2 separate regions of the Zea mays genome follow, and region 1 is linked to region 2. A link is a contact called in public Hi-C data. All regions are on one chromosome and are shown on one strand. The core of a region is the stretch at or near the end of the contact, and the rest is flanking DNA. Distances in the headings are between cores, read along the strand shown.

Region 1 (3,170 bases), core at 607-3,106, 300 kb after region 2:
ACAGCATTGGTCGAGAACGCCGTTGAAAATGTCATCCGGGGACCAACCTCAACAATGACAGTACAAGAATTTCTAGATACTTCATCCTCCAGAAAGCTCCTAGTCTGCAACTTCTCAGGTTCATAAGTTTCTGCTAAGAGCCAATGAAGCATTGTAAGTTTCTCAGGAGTGAGTGAATTGTCCAATTGAATGTTGAAGCACTGCTCTGTCAGTATATCAACAATATTAGCAGAAACCTTCGCCTTCACTTTCCTGAGCAGCTCCATGGTTTCACTTTCTTGAAGAAATGGTATACGGTACAAGTGAATAATTTTAACATCCGATGCAGTATCAGGTTTCTCAACTAATGGGCTGTCAAACCCCTTGGATGCCACGGCCCCAGGAGATGACAACAATCGGATATTATGAGTCATTACTCTTTGCAGACGTGGGCAACAAAGATGCTGTTGATGGAAGGAGTGTTGAGTCATCCGCAATCTTCTTGATCCAAGACTTCTCGCAGGATTTAAACCACATATTTTTACCTGTTGTAGAGAACAAACATAAGAACAAGCTAGTGCCAACCAAAAATAAATTATGTTACTTCATAGATTGTATACCATATTTCCAGGAAAGCCTTCAGTCCGTAACAGATTGCTTGCTGTCATTTGGCCAGGTGATGCCATCCCAACCCAAAGAATTTTTATTTTTTTAGTTCTTGTAAAAAAAGAATGGGAGACCTGCACATCAATTGGAAATCAGGGTTATTTTGAATCAAGCATGAAATTATAGAAGTGATGCAAAGATATAAGTGTACAGATAAATTGAGCATGCCAAAGCAAAGAAGATAAACAATCACGAAAGGAGATCATTTCTTTCAAACAAGTTCCTCAGCCTATTTGTGACCCCAAAGATTACGGTGCCATTACTTCAAATGTCAAGAAGGTAGTGCTACTAATAAACTAATGTAAAACGGTTCCTCAAGTGAAAAATGTAGAGACATGATAAAAAAAAAATTCTGCATGCTCGAAGTTCAAACTTCAAAGACTAGGACACTCTTAACCTGAAGGTATTAACATCAAAGCACGTACACCCTATACACATGCAGGCTGTCAAACATATTTGTTCCCAGATATACTGCATATATTATTGGTATCCTATATTATTAGTAGCATAGCATACAGTAGTGACCTAGTGTTGTCTCACGAGTCACGACAGCGACACATGGTTCAAAATATCTCGGCGTCAACTGTCAGGCCGTCAGAACTCGGAACCAGTGAACACTGACCTGTCCTCGATACTATTATTACTCTAATCTGCTTTGCTTTGATCAGTATCCGAACCTCAAAGAAGATAGTACTAGTAAGCTAGTAGATATTCAGTATTCACCAAGTTGCACCAAAAATTCAGAAACAATGAAACGAACTGGAAGGATCGGAGAAGGACGTATGGGATTTAGATTCGACTGCTATAGACAGAAAATATACCCTCACAAATAGTCGACCCACAAAATATATGGAGATAGGGTTCCTTACCAACGAAAGAAGCAGGAATCAACGCGTCAGTCGAGCCAAACGCGAAAAGGACGATTAGGATTCAGGGAGACAGCGCGGCGAAACGAACTCCTCGGAGTCAGCGGCGCGGACGAAACGCTCCGCTCCGCTCGGGCGGAGGCCGGGAGTGTTCCCCGGCTGCGCTAGGAATACGAGACAAGTTTGCGGGGAAGTAGGAGACGGAGAAGCAGCCGCCGCCCGCCGCCGTTGCGAGCGCGAGAGAAAAGGGAATGAGAAAAAGGGAAGGCAAGATGCCTGCCGCACTCGCGCACCACAACGCAATGTTATTGAGATTATTGGGCCGGTCCTAACCAGCGTGGCCACCGCCTGTCGGGCGGCCCAGCGCAATATTGTTAGGCTAATTAGCTGAAGCGTGGGGAGAGCGGGCCCGGTCATTGCCGCAGCCCGCATTCACTGCTTTGACCTGGGCTACGGTTGCAGACTTGCAGTCCGATTTTTTTAGTTCTTTTCAAAAAAAATCACGTTTAGACTTCAGAACGATTTATTTCATATTTTGGACCCTTTGCTCGACGCCATAGCGCCGAGACAACATAGCTGCGGGCGAGGAGACATTCGGAGGTACTGTACAACGCGTATGTTGCGTCTTTTCTGAGGTAGGTGTTGGTTCCATAAAAACTCTCGTGGTGTTTTTCATGGTGTTGGTTCCATAAAAATTCTCGCGACGCATACGTTGCGTCTTTTCTGAGGTACAGGTGCAGGCGAGGAGACATTCGAACATTGCTCTGGACCGTACTAGCTATAAACCCGCCGAGATAGCTTCACGCGTACATCACCACAAATCCCCGAAAAATGGCACCCTGCTTGCCGCCTCACACCTCCTGTTTCCAGATCCTTGTTGTTATGTACTGCCTCCGTTCACAAATATATGATACTATTGACTTTTTCGAAAACTTTGACTGTTCGTTTTATACAGAATATTTATTCAAAAATGTAAAATTTAAATCAAGCATAAATTACCTTAAGTGATAACATAAATCACAACAAAATAAATGATAACTCATTATTTTTTGAATAAGACAAGTGGTCAAAGTTTTTTTAAAAAAATCAACAATATCTTATATTTATGAATGGAGGGAGTACTAAGTATACACGTCACTGTTCCTGTCAAGTTATGAATAACATTGACTTGGAGGAGGATCTTGCAATTTGAACTTGACATGTTCAACTTTAAGCCACCATAGACTATTGTGTGGTTTGTTTGAAGTACTTATCGTTATCAACTTATCATTAAGTTGTGGTGTTCTTGTGATTAGTAACCCTACAAATCATAACCTACATGATTATTTGAGTCACTTAGTTGTACATTTAGCATATTATTATTATATTGCTCATAACACTTTTCAGGCTTTCTGTTTCGAACCAGAGGAGTGGAGGGTTTGCACTTCTTCTGTTGCTACTTGTTACTTTTGTAATGTTGTGGACTTGTTCACTTGTTGTTTCGAACCGGAGTGGAGGCCCTCATCGGTCGGACGGGCGCGCTTATATACACATGCATCCTCTCGCTTAGTTCGTTATGAACAACTGAACAGGCCAAGAAATTCAAAGGAGCGCAAGCTCAACCATAAACATCTAGGGCTAATTTTGTGACAAGGGAATTAGAGGGGATCCATAGAGACC
Region 2 (2,956 bases), core at 448-2,947:
CCCATGGGTATGAAAATTGGCCCAAACCCGTACCCTAATGGGGTAAAAACCCATCGGGTTTCGGGTTTCGGGTACCCATTGCCATCTCTAATCATGAATGAGTGCATCTCGCTGTCGAGCAAGCGGGGCCTAACAAAACGAATACACAGGACTTTCACTTTATTTTAAAGAATTGGAATCTAACTAATACAGTAGGCTAATTTTTTATAATGTAATATTTCGTAACTTTCTAAAGTGTATATATAAACCTATCTCAAATTCATGAGATACAAGATAAAAATTGATTATATAGATTTACATGCTACTTTTCTAATGTACAATTTATAACATACTTTTCTACTTATTTATCTATAACATAAATATGCTGTATAACTATCTCTCTCATATGATTTAGAATAATATACAAATATATTACATAGATAAATATATTAACTTAATTAATTTTGTCTAAATTATAATTATTAGAATTAGAATGGAATTCACACAGGTTTCGGGTACATGTACCCTTTTGTTGAAGGTCGTTCGAGCTTTTCCTGAGAGTATGGGTTACATACTTCAGCGCCGTAGCGCCTGGTATGAGCCTCGCGGAGAAGCAATGACTAGTCCACGGGGCTCATACTTCAGCGCTGCAGCGCTTGGTACTCGGACCTCGGCTCGAGGCATTTTCTCTACCCCTTCTTGCCCTGAAAAAGCAGGGTCACCTTGTGTCCTTAAACCTATAACCATCTTTCGGCTAACCTAGCCTCCTCCGTCCCTCCGTACCAATAAGAGAAGGGGTAGTACAGGAATATTGACCTGTTGTCCATCGACTACGCCTTTCGGCCTGATCTTAGGCCCTGACTCACCCTCCGTGGACGAACCTTGCGGAGGGAACCTTAGGTTTTCGGGGCATTGGATTCTCACCAATGTTTTTGTTACTCAAGCCGACATTCTCGCTTCCGCTTCGTCGACCCCCGCTTTCGCGTTTGCTTCCCTCTAAGGCGGAACGCTCCCTACCGACAAAACAAACATGTCTAATTATACTTTTCCTTGAAGACGAAGTACACTATAATCATAGTTAACTACAGAGTGTGGCAATTACAGACGTGATACGTGGTTGATGTTCTTGAAGGTTTACGCAGCAGCCAAATGCGTGGCGTGCATTCATCCAATCCAACAGTCCATGCCATGTTGATGGATGACCACAGGTTCTTTTGTTATATACGCTCTGTAATCCGGCCGTCATTGACATTGCCAAAGGAATTGAACCAACCAGATTCTATAAGAAAACTGACGTAGCACGTTATTTTCTTTCAGAATTTTATCCAACACGATTTACAAACCTGATGCACTTTTATTTAGGCACCAGCCGATCATACCGCTTTGATGTCAGAAAAATGAATTTGATCCGACGAGGCGACGACAGTCTTAAATACTGCGGCGTTTAAGGATCTTTGAAGCAATTTTGACAGGCCATTGCTATCTTCTGATCTCATGATGAATTGTTCTTTCTTTAGCAATTGATGAATTTGTTCTTGGCAAGTTGGCTTCATAATAAAAGAGAAAAAAGATAGGCCGGAGCGGCCTGAAATCACCTTCGGCCCTGGTACAACTTTGCCAACCATAAAGTCTAGGCCGACGAATAGTTGGCCCAACACTACGGCCCATAACCACCATTTACTCATTTTCCCTTTCCTCCGACACGTCGCCCCTATTTCTCTCTGCCTGTCTGCCTCGCTTCCGGTTCCGACCTCCCAGGCTCCCACTTCCTCTGCAAGTCGCAGCGCAAAGCGGAAGCAGGATTTCAAAAACCCTACCTCCCTACCCTACTCCGCACACACCCCGATCTCCCTCCCCCACCCAGATCGCCGGCCCGCGGCGGCGCGAAATGGAGGTGCCGCCGGAGATGCTCGACGCCCTCGCGGGCTGGTTCGGGCAGTCGCTCTCACCCGACGCCGCCGTGCGCCGCGCCGCCGAGCAGAGCATCTCTTCCGCTACCTCTTCCCCAGGCTTCGCGCTCGCGCTCCTCGGCCTCGCCGCCTCCCCGCGCCACGATCTCCAGGCCCGCCTCGCCGCCTCCGTCCACTTTAAGAACCTGCTCCGCCGCCGGTGGCCCAAGCCCGACGCCGACGCCGACGCTGACGCCGACTACCTCCCCGCCTCCGACTGCGCCATCATCAAGGCACACCTTCTCCAGCTCCTCCTCACCGCCCCGCCCCTCATCCAGGCGCAGCTCTCCGAGGCCCTCGCCGCCGCGGCGGCCTCCGATTTCCCCGCCAGGTGGGAGTCGCTCCTCCCGTCTATTGTGTCCTCCCTAGGCAGTGCCGTCAACGCGGGGGACATCGCCGCCACCAACTCCCTCCTCACCGCCGTGGTGTCGCTCTTCTCCCGCTTCCGCAACGCATTCGACAACAATGCCCTCCGCCTCGACCTCAAGTACTGCCTTGACATCTTTGCCGCCCCACTCCTCGAGGTCTTCCTCTTCGCCTCCCGCCGCCTTCAGGCCACCGCCACCACGGCCAACCCGCTCGAGCTCCGCCCCGTGTTTGAGTGCCTCCGCCTCTGCTGCGAGATCTTCTACTCGCTTAACTCCATCGACCTGCCTGAATTCTTCGAGGATAACATGCGCCAGTGGATGACAGAGTTCCGAACTTTCGTTACCACATCCTACTCACCGCCTGTTGAGGCAGATGGTGCCCCTGATGCGCTCCGTGCTGCTGTCTGTGATAACCTGCAGCTTTATATGGAGAAGTACGAGGAGGAGTTTAGGGGATACCTGAAGGAGTTTGTTGAGGCCGTGTGGGGGCTCCTCATGGCGCAGACCACCTCTCCATCCCGTGCACAGCTTGCTGTTACTGCGATAAGGTTCTTGACTACAGTTGCTGAGAGTGTGCACCATGCCTTATTTGGGAGTCCTGAAGCAATGAAGCAGATATGTGATAGTGTTGTTGTGCCTAACTTGCGCCTGCGGGATGAG

Evidence for each region. A called contact is a pair of places that touch in the nucleus more often than the background predicts.
Region 1: a contact with region 2 is called in a Hi-C map of ear, with 3 times the contacts expected there. The contact joins the promoter of LOC100192064 here to the promoter of LOC103643902 in region 2. A contact is called at or near these places in 3 of 25 Hi-C or Micro-C datasets (ear, leaf and tassel).

Annotation. Positions count from the first base shown.
Region 1 is chr1:275,075,062-275,078,231 of Zm-B73-REFERENCE-NAM-5.0, forward strand. LOC100192064 (putative phosphoribosylformylglycinamidine synthase chloroplastic/mitochondrial) reads right to left here and starts at 1,857. Exons shown (of 4, transcript XM_008677736.3): 1 at 1,515-1,857; 2 at 600-719; 3 at 1-524. The coding sequence starts at 665.
Region 2 is chr1:274,773,752-274,776,707 of Zm-B73-REFERENCE-NAM-5.0, forward strand. It overlaps LOC103643902 (exportin-2), which reads left to right and starts at 1,698. Exons shown (of 3, transcript XM_008667073.4): 1 at 1,698-2,956. The coding sequence starts at 1,868.